Regions from separate parts of the Hordeum vulgare genome. Here region 1 is linked to region 2. Evidence: chromatin contacts called from public Hi-C data. All regions are on one chromosome and are shown on one strand. Each heading gives the region's core, a stretch centred on a gene start, on an enhancer-like site or on the middle of the called end of the contact. The rest is flanking DNA. Distances are from core to core; before and after follow the strand shown.

Region 1 (6,530 bases), core at 3,374-5,873, 220 kb after region 2:
GAAGCATAAAGGGAATGACATACGGGATTATATGAATCCTTGGCACTGAGGTTCAAACGATAAGATCTTTGTAGAATATGTAGGATCCAATATGGGCATCCAGGTCCCGCTATTGGATATTGACCGAGGAGTCCCTCGGGTCATGTCTACATAGTTCTCGAACCCACAGGGTCTGCACACTTAAGGTTTCACGTTGTTTTATGCGTATTTGAGTTCTATGGTTGGTTACCGAATGTTGTTCGGAGTCCCGGATGAGATCATGAACGTCACGAGGGTTTCCAGAATGGTCCGAAGACGAAGATTGATATATAGGATGACCTCATTTGATTACCGGAAGGTTTTCGAAATTACAGGGAATGTACCGGGAATGACGAATGGGTTCCGGATGTTCACCGGGGGGGCAGCCCACCCCGGGGGAAGCCCATAGGCCTTAGGGGTGCCGCACCAGCCCTTAGTGGGCTGGTGGGCAAGCCCAGAGAGACCCCTGCGCAGGAGATAAGAAAATCAAAGAGAAAAGGAAAAAAAAGGGAAGTGGGAAGGAAGGGAAGGACTCCACCTTCCAATCCTAGTTGGACTAGGATTGGAGGAGGAATCCTCCTCCCCCCCCCTTCGGCCGAACCCCTTGGGGCCTCTTGTGCCCAAGGCAAGGCCCCTCCCCTCCCACCTATATATACGGAGGTCTTAGGGCTGATTTGAGACAACTTTTCCACGGCAGCCCAACCACATACCTCCACGGTTTTTCCTCTAGATCGCGTTTCTGCGGAGCTCGGGCGGAGCCCTGCTGAGATTAGATCACCACCAACCTCCGGAGCGACGTCACACTGCCGGAGAACTCATCTACCTCTCCATCTCTCTTCCTAGATCAAGAAGGCCGAGATCATCGTCGAGCTGTACATGTGCTGAACGCGGAGGTGTCGTCCGTTCGGTACTAGATCGGAGCGGATCGCGGGACGGTTCGTGGGACGGTTCGCGGGGCGGATCGAGGGACGTGAGGACGTTCCACTACATCAACCGCGTTTATTAACGCTTCTGATGTGCGATCTACAAGGGTACATAGATCTGAAATTCCCCTTGCAGATGAACATCACCATGATAGGTTTGCGTGTGCGTAGGAAAAATTTTGTTTCCCATGCGACGTTCCCCAACATCCAACGGCTCCGATGGTGAACCATCTTTTATTCACGGATGATAGCCTGTTGTTTTTCAAGGAAAGTGTCAATGGAGCGGAGGAGGTATCAAACCTATTGGATATAGCTTTGGCCAGCAGATCAACAAAGATATGTCCTCTATTTTTCAGCAAGGGGTGTCCACAAATTGCAAGAGATGCTACGAAGGGTTGTTTGCAAGTTCCTAATGAATCACTCAGCGACAGATACCTTGGCATGCCTACTGATGTTGGACATTCCACGAAGGGCACTTTCAAATATTTGAGTGACCGAGTTTGGGACAAGGTCAAGAGATGGATGGCAAAGTGTTTGTCAGCACGGGGTAAGGAGGTTCTCATAAAATCTATAGCTCAAGCAATACCAGTTTATTCTATGTCCTGTTTTAAACTCCCGAGAGGTTTGTGCACTCATATTAGCTCTATCATTCGCAAGTTCTTGTGGGGCTGCAAGTAGGGAGGAAGGAAACCCGCATGGGTGTCATGGGAAGTAATGACTAGAACAAAGTACCTTGGTGGCATGGGGTTTAGGGATATTGAACTATTCAACTTAGCACTATTAGCAAGACAAACCTGGAGGGTCCTACAAGATCCAACTTCGTTGAGTGCAAGGATTCTCAAGGCATCGTACTATCCTGATAGAACTTTCCTTGATGTAGAGTTGGGTTTAAGACCGTCTTAGGTTTGGAGGGCAATATTAGATGGCAGGCATTTCTAAAACGGGGTATAATTCGGCGAATTGGCAATGGACAAACGACCAATATTTGGGAGCACAATTGGATCCTGAAGGAAGCGTCGCTTCGTCCTATTGTCTCTCTTATACAAAACCCACCTGTGATGGTTTCAGAATTGCTGAATCCTGCAATGCCATCTTGGAACGAACAACTTCTTCGACATATCTTTCTGCCTACGGATGCAGAGGCGATCATGAAGATCCCGGTCTGTACCAGGAACATGGGTGATTTCGGGGCTTGGCATCCAGACAAGAGGGAATGGTTCACGGTCAGTTCGGCATACAAATTCTTGATCACCAAAAATATCGCCCCGAGGGAACTGGCTGGAAGGTAGAGGCGGGTCTTCTCACAATGAGAAGGAGGAGAAGGACTCGACCAACTTGTGGAACCTGAAGATACCATCAAAGCTACGAGTGTTCTTATGGCGGCTAGCTCGCCACTCTTTGCCCACGACGGATATCCTGAGTAGAAGAAACATGGCGACAAGGGATGCATGTCCTTTGTGCGGGGCTCCAGACTCTTGGTGACATGCATTGATTTCATGCTCGATGGCAAGATGTACATGGGCGTTGTCTGAACCTGTCTTAGTCTCAAACATGGCAGAAAATGAGGAATCAAGAGCTAAGCATTGGTTGTTCCAATTGAATGAGAGTCTAGATCAAGGTATGTTCATGAAGATGGTGGTGACTCTTTGGGCGATAAGGTATGCGCGGCGGATGGAAATCCATGAGGGCATTTTTCAGTCACTAATGCAAACTTCATCCTTTGTTGAACATTACATTTCCGAGCTTGAGCAAATTGCAACACCGGTGCTGAGTAATAGACTGTGGGCTCGTCAAAGTACTACCCAACGATGGGTTGCTTCGTCGGAGGGGTTTGTGAAAATCAACGTGGATGGTGCTGTCGCGCGCAACGGGCATGGTGGAGCTGTGGATGTTGTTTGTCGTGATCACATGGGGATGTACGTTGGGGCATGTGATGTGGTTTACACGGGAATCACTGATCCAGTTATTTTGGAGACGTTTGCATGCGGAGAGGCTTTAGCGCTCACGGATGATCTTCTCCTATCAAACCTGAAGGTGGCATCGGATTGCTTGGGAGTAGTTAATGATATCAATAATGGGACATGAGATCCTCATTCGGCTATTATTCATGAAATCATGATTCATAGAGATAGTTTTGTTCTTTGTTCTTTTGTGCACGAGCTTAGGATTGTTAATTTTGAAGCTCATAATCTCATCAATGATGCTTGTAATATGGTACTCCGTCCCAAAATTGAGTTTTGTACTAACTTTAGTATAAAGTTGAGTTACTTTTGAGTCACTTATTTTATGACGGAGGAAGTATTAGATAGGCATGTGTGGCTGGGTGTGCCTGGTGACCCAATACTTGTACCTATGAACATCATCTCTCCCTAATAATAAAGCACCGATGGCTTATGTCATCCGTCGTGGTTATTTTGCAAAACCATCCTGTAGTTTTCCAAAATCAACCCGCAGTCCATCTTTAAGTGAGTGTGAATTGTTTTTTGTATTTTACACAAACCGCCCCTACATTTATGCTAAATAACCCGCGGTCCATACTTTAATCACAGCGAATCGTTTTTTACAATTTTGTGTAACCCCCCCCCCCCCCGACATATGTGTTAATAACCCCGGAGTGAATTCAGAATAAATATGCATTTTCAAATAATAATATCTTTTAAACTGTAAATCTAATTTAAACATGTTATATATGAAATTTGATTAGAAAAATGTGTAGAGTTTGAATATGTTATTATTTTACATGTCAAATAATTTTAATAACTCTGGAATCTATTCAGAATAAATATGTATTTTTAAATAATAATATTTTTTAACCATAAATCCAATTTAAACATGTTATATATCAAATTTGTTTGGAATTTGTAGAGTTTGAATATGTTGTTATTTAATATTTTTAAAATACTATATAGGGTATAATATAAATCAGTATTTGTCTTTATTTCATACGATCTGTATTCTAACATGTAAATTTAAATGTCAATATTTAGGAAATGTTATAATCTAAGTTCTTTCTTTATACATATTTCATGGTTTAACACCTTACGTACGTGCTTTTTCTTGGCAGAAGCCACGCGTGTTCTTATCAACGGACTACACTTTTTTTAGTAAATAGACAAACAATTTTTATAGGATGTACATGTACTTATAAAATTGATGAACATCAAAGTACATGAAGGTTTATTTTAAAAGAAAAATTGAACTATTCATCTGATAATAATGAATGTTGATAGTTTATTTTTTTAGGATAACGGTTGAATTCATAAGTGCAATCTTAGTATATTTTTCATCTATTGCATATGATGGCTATACATATAGGCTTTTTAGAATATATCTATTTCATAAACGTTGCTTCCTCAGTGTCGAACGACACCACGTCGATGATGCATGAATGTGGTCGTAGGTGCACAACATCAATATGACGAGTCAGAATCAAAATTGGATTAGAATGATAGTGTCTCAGCAAGAAATATTTACTACCCGTTGCAACGCACGGGCATATTTGCTAATAAGTTTTCATTTAACTAGCATCGATACCTCAACATATAGGAGTTTTATTATCCGTTGCAATGTACGGACACTTTTGCTAGTAGATTAATAAAAAAGCGATAATTCTCAAAAAAGAAAAAAAAAAAGTTAAGTAGTTGCACGGCACATAATTTTCGTAAGGTCAATTCTTTCCCGTAGATCGCGCATTATTGGCACGGACGTGACCTCAGGTTGTCGATGAGTTTATTTGTAATCTATTCTCTCCCATCAGTTCCGTATATCGAAATCGACAAGAGCTGAATGCGACCAATGCGAGTATGCGACGACCAAATGTCAAGACGCCAATTCAGCTCTTGTACTGCTCCAGTTAACTCGAAGGATTGCACTGGAGCAGTACAAGCTGCGTCAGAATAGCTTGAGCTGCAACGATGGATCTCACGGCCTGGCCACCGCTCCTCTTGCTCATCACTCTCTTGCTCTCGCTCGCAGCTTCGCTCCTCTTCTTGCTCAGCAGCCGCCACGGCGTCGACAAGAAGGCGACTGGTAAGGAGCTCCCCCCAGGCCCGCCGGCGCTGCTCTTCCTGGCCAAGTTCCTAGCACTCCGGCAGTCCATCTTCCACCTTGAGCCGCTCCTCCGCGACCTGCACGCGCGCTACGGCCCCGTCATCTCCATCCGCCTCTTCCGCGCCCTCGTCTTCGTCTCCGACCGCCGCCTCGCCCACCGCGTCCTCGTCCAGGGCGGCTCCACCTTCGCCGACCGCCCGCGGCTCTTCGAGCCGGGGCTCCTCTTCACGTCCGGCTCCCGCAACATCAACGCCGCGCCCTACGGGCCTTACTGGCGCCTCGTCCGCCGCAACCTCGCCTCCGAGGCGCTGCACCCGGCCTGCGTCAGCCAGTTCGCGCCCGCGAGGCGCCGGATGCGCGACACGCTCGTCCGCGACCTCCGCGTGCGCGCCGGCGCCGGAGACCCTGTAGAGGTGAGGACGCTGCTCCGGAACGCCATGTTCGACCTGCTGGTGTACATGAGCCTCGGCGCCAGGCTCGCCCCGGAGGTGCTCGACGAGATGCAGGACATGCAGCTGTGGGTCGTCCGCACCATCACCGGCTTCCCCATCTTCTCCTTCTTCCCGGCGCTCACCAAGAGGCTCTTCCGCGAGCGATGGGAGGCGCACCTTGCCGTCCGCCGGAGGCAGGACGAGATATTGCTCCCGCTGATCGAAGCAAGGCGCTCTGTTTCCGTGCCCCGCGGCGCCGATGACCCGCCGTGCTACGCCGACTCGCTTCTTGCGCTGCGCGTGGCGGACGAAGGCGACCGCCCGCTCACGGACTCTGAGCTCGTCAGCCTCTGCTCCGAGTTCTTGAGCGGTGGCACGGACAGCACGGTGACCTCGCTGGAGTGGATCATGGCGGAGCTGGTGAACCATCCGGACATGCAGGCCAAGGTCTACGAGGAGGTCAGGAGCAAGCCGGAGCTCAGCGAAGGCGACCTGCAGGGGATGCCGTACCTGAAGGCCGTCGTCCTCGAGGGGCTGCGGCTCCACCCACCGGCCCACTTCCTCCTCCCTCACGGCGTACAGAGCGACACGGAGATCGGCGGCTACAGGGTTCCCAAGGGAGCGGAGGTCAACTTCCTGATCGCCGAGTTCGGGCGCGACGAGACGGTGTGGGCGGCTGCACGGGAGTTCCGGCCGGAGCGGTTCCTGGACGGCGGCGAGGGATGCGGCGTGGACATCACGGGGAGCAGAGAGATCAAGATGATGCCCTTCGGAGCGGGCCGCAGGATGTGCCCGGGGTACACGCTCGCCATGCTGCACCTGGAGTTCTTCGTCTGGAGCCTCGTGAGGGAGCTGGAGTGGCTGCCGGCGGCGGACGGGGAGGAGGTGGACATGACCGAGGTGCTGGATTTCACCACCCTCATGAAGCATCCCCTCCGTGTTCGAGCCATCCCAAGGACTTGAAGCTGCGTCTCATCCATGCTGCTCTCCGTCGGTGTCTACTCTTAGAGGGTGTTTGTTTTCACGGGCTTATTGATTTAGGGACTTTAAAAAGTCCTTATAAGTCCTACCTAAACCAAACACAAGGGGTTTATTGGGACTTATTGTG
Region 2 (6,911 bases), core at 3,423-5,922:
AACAGCAGCCGTTCTCTTCCTCCTTCCTCTGCAAACAGCAGCAGTTCTCTTCCTCCTTCCTCTGCAAACAGCAGCAGTTCCAGAGGATCTTGGCCTCCAACAGCAGCCAACCCCCGCAGCAGTTCTCCAGCTCCCGGTCCCCTGCAGACACACGCACACACAGCAGCACAACAAGGAGCTGCCCTTCTCCACTACCCTTCTCCTCTTCTCCTCCCGCAGCACCACAGCCCGTTGGAGACCAAGCCGCTCCTCAGCTTCCTCCTCCTGCCGCGTAGCACAGCAGCTCCACCTCTCCTTCTTCCTCTGCCGCGCAGCACAGCAGCTCCACCTCTCCTTCCTCTCCAACGAGCCGCACCTCCTGCGCAGCCACGCCGCGCCTCCCAGATCCGCCGCTGCCTCGCCGGACGCCGCCCAGATCCGCCGCCACCTCGCCGGACGTCGCCGTCGTCTTCTCAGGCCCCGCCGTCGCTGGCCTCTGATACCATGTAGGAACGGGGGGAGAGAGGAGTACGGGAGGGAGAGAGGAGTACCTCCAGCACAAGTGTTTTGTGTGTGGCGGCTGTCTCAGGAACGGAAGATGGCTGGGAGCCTCCTTTTAGGTTAGTCCCACTACATGGGCCTGGGCCCTAAGAGATAACTTGTATGGGCTGGGTCATACCGGTTCAACAGAAAACACTTCAGGGAGGAATTGCAATGGTGCTCAGGGCCAAGAGAAAATCATATGGTCACTACCAGATTGGGTTCAGAACTTCAGATAAGAAGCATAAGAAGCATTCTTGCTCTTGCTTCCTTCAGCTATATATGTTGGTCGTATCTGCTTACAGTTTTAGCTTCTACTAGGCTCTAGATAGATGGTTATTTTTTTTCTTACTTTTCCTTGTTTGCTGTAATTAGACTTTGTTTCTTTTGAGAAAATATATAAAAATATACCGTGGAAGAAATTCCTACAGTTTCGGGTAAAAAAAAGTTAAAAGAATAATCATACTTTGGTGATCAATTTTCAAAAAAATTCTTGTCCTTATAATGCTGTTTACATCATTCAGTATATTTAGTTGACAACGTTACTGATGTAGACTATGCTGAACTGCCGATAATGCCAGGTTTCCTGATTGCACGCTCAACAGGTGATAGGTACTTGCCTCCTCATGAACAGGGGTCAAAGAAGGGTTCGTTATGAGGGTCCTTGGTGCAGTAGGAGATGTAGCATCTTCCACTTCAGACCCAGACTCAGCAGATGCATCACTGCCTTTTCCCTGCTTTAATAATAACAGAGTAAGTATTCATTACAGATTGAAAAGATGGTTCAACAACTCTTCATGTCCAACCAAGCTTGTAAAACTTACATTTGGGCGCTGTGGCCTAGCATAACCGATTATCTTGCCATCGGTGCCTGATATGGTCACGATTTGTCTGTCGTAGTTTGCCTCGCCGTTAAGGACCCTCTGAAGAAAGTGAAGATGCATCACATTAGCAAACACAAAGAAGCCCAGCAAATATCAGTGTACATAAAATATCCTCTCTTTGGGGAGGATGAACTCACAACCTTTATTGTGGTGGGATCCTTCCAAGGACCTTTATCTGATCTCTGACAACCTCCATGTTCTTCACACTTGCATTTGCCACCAAAAAATTCTGGCAATTCACTGCATAAATGGAAACCAAAAAGCATTAGTCTGGAAACCAACAAACATAGACATGCACGGACAAAATTAAAGATTCTGACCTCTCATCGATTATTTCAAGGAGCTTATTTTGATACTTGGTTCCAAGAACCTTCAAGTGAAAAGATTGAAATATAGTTAGTATCTGTGTACTGAATCGATTAACAATTATGCATCAAATCAATCTTACATAATACTCCCTCCGTCCCAAAATAAGTAACTCAATTTTGTACCAGCATTAGTATAAAGTTAGTATAATGTTGAGTAAGTTAGTATAATGTTGAGTCACTTATTTTGGGACGGAGGGAGTAGAATTATTTACATGGATCTTTGAAGCAGTTTTCGGATCAAGAAAAGACTTTATTGTGCCCCATAACATCTTGAAGCCTTGACCAGCGTTAATTATGTACATCCGGCATAATGTCTGCAGCAGCATTCTGAATACGTTAGATACTGTACTGTTGGGCCAAGAGAAATATAATGATAAGCGCACATGACAGGAAATAATTCTTCCTGAATGCAAATGGAAAGGAGAGAACTAAAATTTGTGGCCCAACAACATCCATCACAGAATCATCTACCTCTGGGTAGTTATCACTGTCAATCTTCTGCAGTCGGGTGATTAGTTCCCTTGCACATTTTGCGAAGTTCTTCAATCCCTTGAATTACGGAAAACTAGTCAATTACAAAGTCATAAAAAAATGTGACTTCCAAGGTTGAGAGCAATGTTTGGTCATAAAGAGCCATACCACGCCTTGCACATCCAGAATAGTAGTGCATGAGTCCAGGTGCCGTTTTGCAGCAATTGAGCAAGCTGGAAATCTCATCTGGAAACATTTCTCAAACTCCTTGACATGATATTTCACATACCGGTCTATAGTTGTTACTTGCACCAGCTTGTTGGCATCAACTTTTCCTATTAGCTCCACATAGACAGGTCTACCATCTTTATCCACCCCATGGTAAAACTGTGGATAATACTGCATAACTTCGTTTAACTCAGAGTAATCAAATTCCTAAGAAAAATAAAATAAGTGTCACCATCCTGTAGTTACTCTTAAGCAAGAAAAATGCTAAATCCATGTTGTACAATATTTGTACAAGTTTCTGCTTACCTCTATATTGTCGGTCCCAAATTCCTTTCTCCATGCAAGCATATCAGACCACATAAGCTTTGCCTTCTCAACATCAAACTTCCGTGCCTTCAGGAACCTACACATGATTGATATAAATATAAACATCAGACAGTAAAACAATTATCTTTTTTTTTTCGAAAATTAAAACAACTATCAATGCCTGTAATGATAGCCTCTTGAGAACACATAGGCAATTGACATTGGTACACGGTTTCCTAAGGTGGGGCTATTGGAAAAGAAATCCACATAATACGGTCAGGTGAAGACCCTGAGATCAGCAGATTCTGTACCTCAGCATCATGTGGTAATCATCATGTTGTTGTGGCAACAAGTCCTCATCAAGCAAGCACTGTCGAAATGCCTCAACGGCCTGTAGATCTTGAACATGTCTTATGTCCTCGATGGAAATCTGATTTTCATTCTTCTTTTTGCTTCTCCTCCTTAGGGAATGTCTGAATTTGTTCCCTGCGTTAATTGCCTTTTTCTTGAAGGAGGCTATTTTAGTCTTCTTTTCTCCTTCTGAGTTGTCTGCATCCGATCTGCTCTCTTTCTTTCCATCATTATGTGTAAATCCTTCAAAAGCTGTGCCCAGTAACAATATGTTAATATTCCATACTGTAGTCAAAGCAAAAGCAGATACAGTTACTCTAGTAACAAAAACCAATAGCCAAATAATGGTGTTCTGCAAGGAACTGCAGCAAGAACCCATGCCAAATACAGTTACCCGTATGCTGAAACAACACTCTGTGATTACAGGTGCTAGTATGAAGATTCAGCAAGGGTGAGTTGCAAAAAGGGACAGGGTCGTCAATTTTGTTCAGCACCATACAGAGTGCAAGCAGAAAGAACCTTGCACTGATTAGTTGGATGGTTTAAAAATTTGTTGGTTCATACAGGTGGCATCAACAACACAATATGTTAATTCTCTGCATTTTCCTGTACTCTACAATTAAGTCTTATGTAGTTATCTTTGACAATGATTACCTACTAACCTTCACGCACTAGATATAATAACACAATCTTTTATAAAGGAAGGTAAGCTGCCATTATTTTTTCACATCAGGTAAGCTGTCATTCCCATTGAAAGAGTAGGGGAGGTAATATCCTTTAGCGATGCCAAGTAAAAAACAACTGAAAACAGAACAGACTTCTGCTCGAAGATTTTTCCTTCTTTTTTACACAGAAAGTTGTTTATTTACACGTGGACTTTACTGTCAAATTAGGAACATGCTTCCGGTGGCCCCAAATCGCATAATCCTCATAGCTGATTCGAGGAGCGCGATAATCAAAATACGAGCCTATTTAATCCCAGACACTGAAAAAGAAACGAACTTTACAGAGGAAATCACGAGAGGAGCCAGAAACATTGAACCCTAGGAAATTGGTTCCTCCAAGTCCTAAAGGAAATAAGTACGTCGACCAGCAACAATAAACGGAGGAACAAACACTTTATACTCACATGGCCTGGCTAATCGGTCGAGGGGCCCTGACATCCCCTCCGGCTCCGGAATCGATCTCCCCAGCAAAGCCCCAGGCCCGAAATCCGCTGGAAAATCCGCACGGAAAAATTCAGCGAGCAGGACAGCAGCGAAGAGCGCCCGCCACGCACGCTCGAACGCCGGATTGGCGAATTGGATTAGGGGGGGGGGGAGAAGAACTTGAATCAATCGAATGACGGTTCTTACGCGCGCGTACCAGGCGGGGAATCTGGTCCCCGGCGGAGATTTTCCGCCTGTCAGTTTCGGGATTCGGGTGCGGATTTCGGGGGGCGGGAGGAGGAGGAGCTTCTCCTTCTCCCACCGTTTTAATGGGGCGGGCGGGCGGGCGACTCCGGGAGGGAGAAGAAGAAGAAGGAGGCAGAGGGCACGGAGGTTTCCGTCACGGCGCGGGTAGACCAGGCCCATGGGCCGGAAACGGTTGACCCGGGCGACGTGGACGTGTTCGGTACGTGGGCCCGGCGCACCCGGACCACCCACCACGTAGGAATCTTTTTACTAGTTGGATACGTAGATCTGAGGGCTGAGGCGCGTCTGCCGTGGCCGTTGATGCGCGCCGGTCCGAGCAGTGGACGGTGGCGATGCGGCCTCGCCCATGGACCGAGCGCAGGAGGCCGTGCCCGTGACGTGACGCGTGGAAGGCTTTGGCCGAGTCAGATTTGGTTTGGTTGGGCAACTGCTCCCTCGTCCACTCCTTTTTAATTCCGCTACAATTGTTCTACTAGTACAGATTATATAATTTATTATGGGGTGCTTTTATGCAAGTATCTATTGGTTATTGATTGATGATTGATGATGATACATTGTCTGCCTACAATTGATCAAACAAACACAGATGCATAAGGGAAACTATAAATATCTATTCCCTTTAAAAATATATATATATAAGACCTTTTAGAGATTTTACTATAGACTATATACGGATGTATATAGATATATTTCAGAATATAGATTTACTCATTTTACTTCGTATGTGGTTTATAGTAAAAAATTAAAAAGGTTTTATATTTAAGAATGAAGCGAGTGGTAGTTTTGTTTTAAGAAAAACTAAATCTAAGCGGCATCGGAGAAAAAATGGCTAGACCTTTTTCCCTTTGAAATAGAGGTAAGAAGAAGAAAATTGGTGAGTTAGAGCACCTCCAACGCAGCGACCCAATTGTCCGTCCGCATCCATTTGGGTCAGCACAGACAAAAATGAAGGCCTAACGCGCCAACCCAAACCCAAAACGTGTCTGCTTCGTGTTCGTGCGGATTCATTTTCGGCTCAAAATTGCTCCTGAAATGCGTTGATACGGACGCGAAGCGGACGCGGCGCGCGCCTTCTCATGCCCGCACGCGTCCACACATGGCGTCTGGTTAAAGCCAGCGTCGTCTTTATTAACGACGACCGTCCATCATGGACCCACGCGTCAGCGACCCACGGGTGTCCTTTTTTGATCCGTGCATACGCCCATGGGGGAGGGGGGCTCATCCTCTTTCATAAGTCGCCCCCATCCACATCTAGCCACCCGTTGCTTCCCCGTCGTCTGTAAACCAAGCCACCATTGGTTTCTTCTCCAGCAAAGACAAGGGCAAGTCCCCCGCCTTCCTTGTGTGCGCGCTCCCGTCGTCGGCGTCTTCCCATCTGCGTGCTCTCGTCGTCGGCATCTTCCCGTCTGCTTCGGCAGCGGGTCAACATACCAGTGCACCAAGTGAGGTGGCACTAGAAGCACCAATTCCCCTTACCCTACCCCGACGTCACGCTGCCGCATTACTGGCATTTGGATCCGAAGAGGATCCCAGTGCCAATGGTGCCGCGGTAGGCGCGGGCGCATGCAAAGAAGGTGAGGCGCCGATGACAGCAGCTGACACCAGAGCAACGGCGGGTGTCAGAGGAGGGCGCAGAGGCCCGGCGGATCAAGCTGATGGAGCGTGAGGCTAAAGCTGAGGAGGAGGAGCAATGCGCTGCACAACGAGCGCCAGTGCAGCCATCGATGAACGACGTCGTTGCCGCCTGGGAGACGACCTTTCCCTGGGCTGGTCCGACGCCGACGCTCGTCGACCTTACCGGCCCCGACGACGACGAGGAGAGGACGCCTAGGACAGCGCGCCTTCTTGTTTTTAGTTTATTAAATTTTCTTTTAATGTAATGTGGACTCGTAGGACTATCATGGCCTTCCAGACCGACATTAATGCTTAATTAATGATTTTTTACATTTTTAAAATATTTTTTTCATGTAATTTGAAATTAAGTTGTGACCAGATTAAACGCAAGCGCCGACACAATTATAAAAGTGAATATGAATGTCCGTTAGACCAATCCAAACGAATAAAACATGCATCTGTTTGGGTCGGTACGTGAAGTTGCTGCTCTTAGTTAACAGAAAGATGATAAAAACTGACACAACTAATCCGTTGTGCGACACAACAAAGAAGATATCCCACATACAAGATACAACACTAGGAGGAAGGCCTTGATCTCTAATTATTATTTTACTATGTTGCCTCAAGTGAGTGGTTCATCCTCTCCTTGAACCCAACGAATGATGCTAACATTACCCGGCACCGGCAGCTAGGTAGATACTTGTGTGCAGGTTGGCATAGGTGGTTTCACCCCGTGGTAAATTATGGCTGTACAA

Evidence for each region. Hi-C and Micro-C count contacts between places; a contact is called where the count stands out from the background.
Region 1: a contact with region 2 is called in a Hi-C map of seedling, with 4 times the contacts expected there. The contact joins the promoter of LOC123417008 here to the promoter of LOC123447914 in region 2. A contact is called at or near these places in 3 of 6 Hi-C or Micro-C datasets (leaf and seedling).

What each region holds. Positions count from the first base shown.
Region 1 is chr1H:484,383,505-484,390,034 of MorexV3_pseudomolecules_assembly, forward strand. LOC123417008 (cytochrome P450 89A2-like) reads left to right here and starts at 4,624. Exons shown (of 1, transcript XM_045106860.1): 1 at 4,624-6,423. The coding sequence starts at 4,856. The coding sequence ends at 6,385.
Region 2 is chr1H:484,163,656-484,170,566 of MorexV3_pseudomolecules_assembly, forward strand. It overlaps LOC123447914 (phosphatidylinositol/phosphatidylcholine transfer protein SFH8-like), which reads right to left and starts at 4,673. Exons shown (of 15, transcript XM_045124654.1): 1 at 4,483-4,673; 2 at 4,257-4,343; 3 at 3,088-3,379; 4 at 2,777-2,873; 5 at 2,411-2,677; 6 at 2,243-2,320; 7 at 1,984-2,085; 8 at 1,724-1,773; 9 at 1,544-1,643; 10 at 1,344-1,442; 11 at 1,140-1,256. The coding sequence starts at 4,290.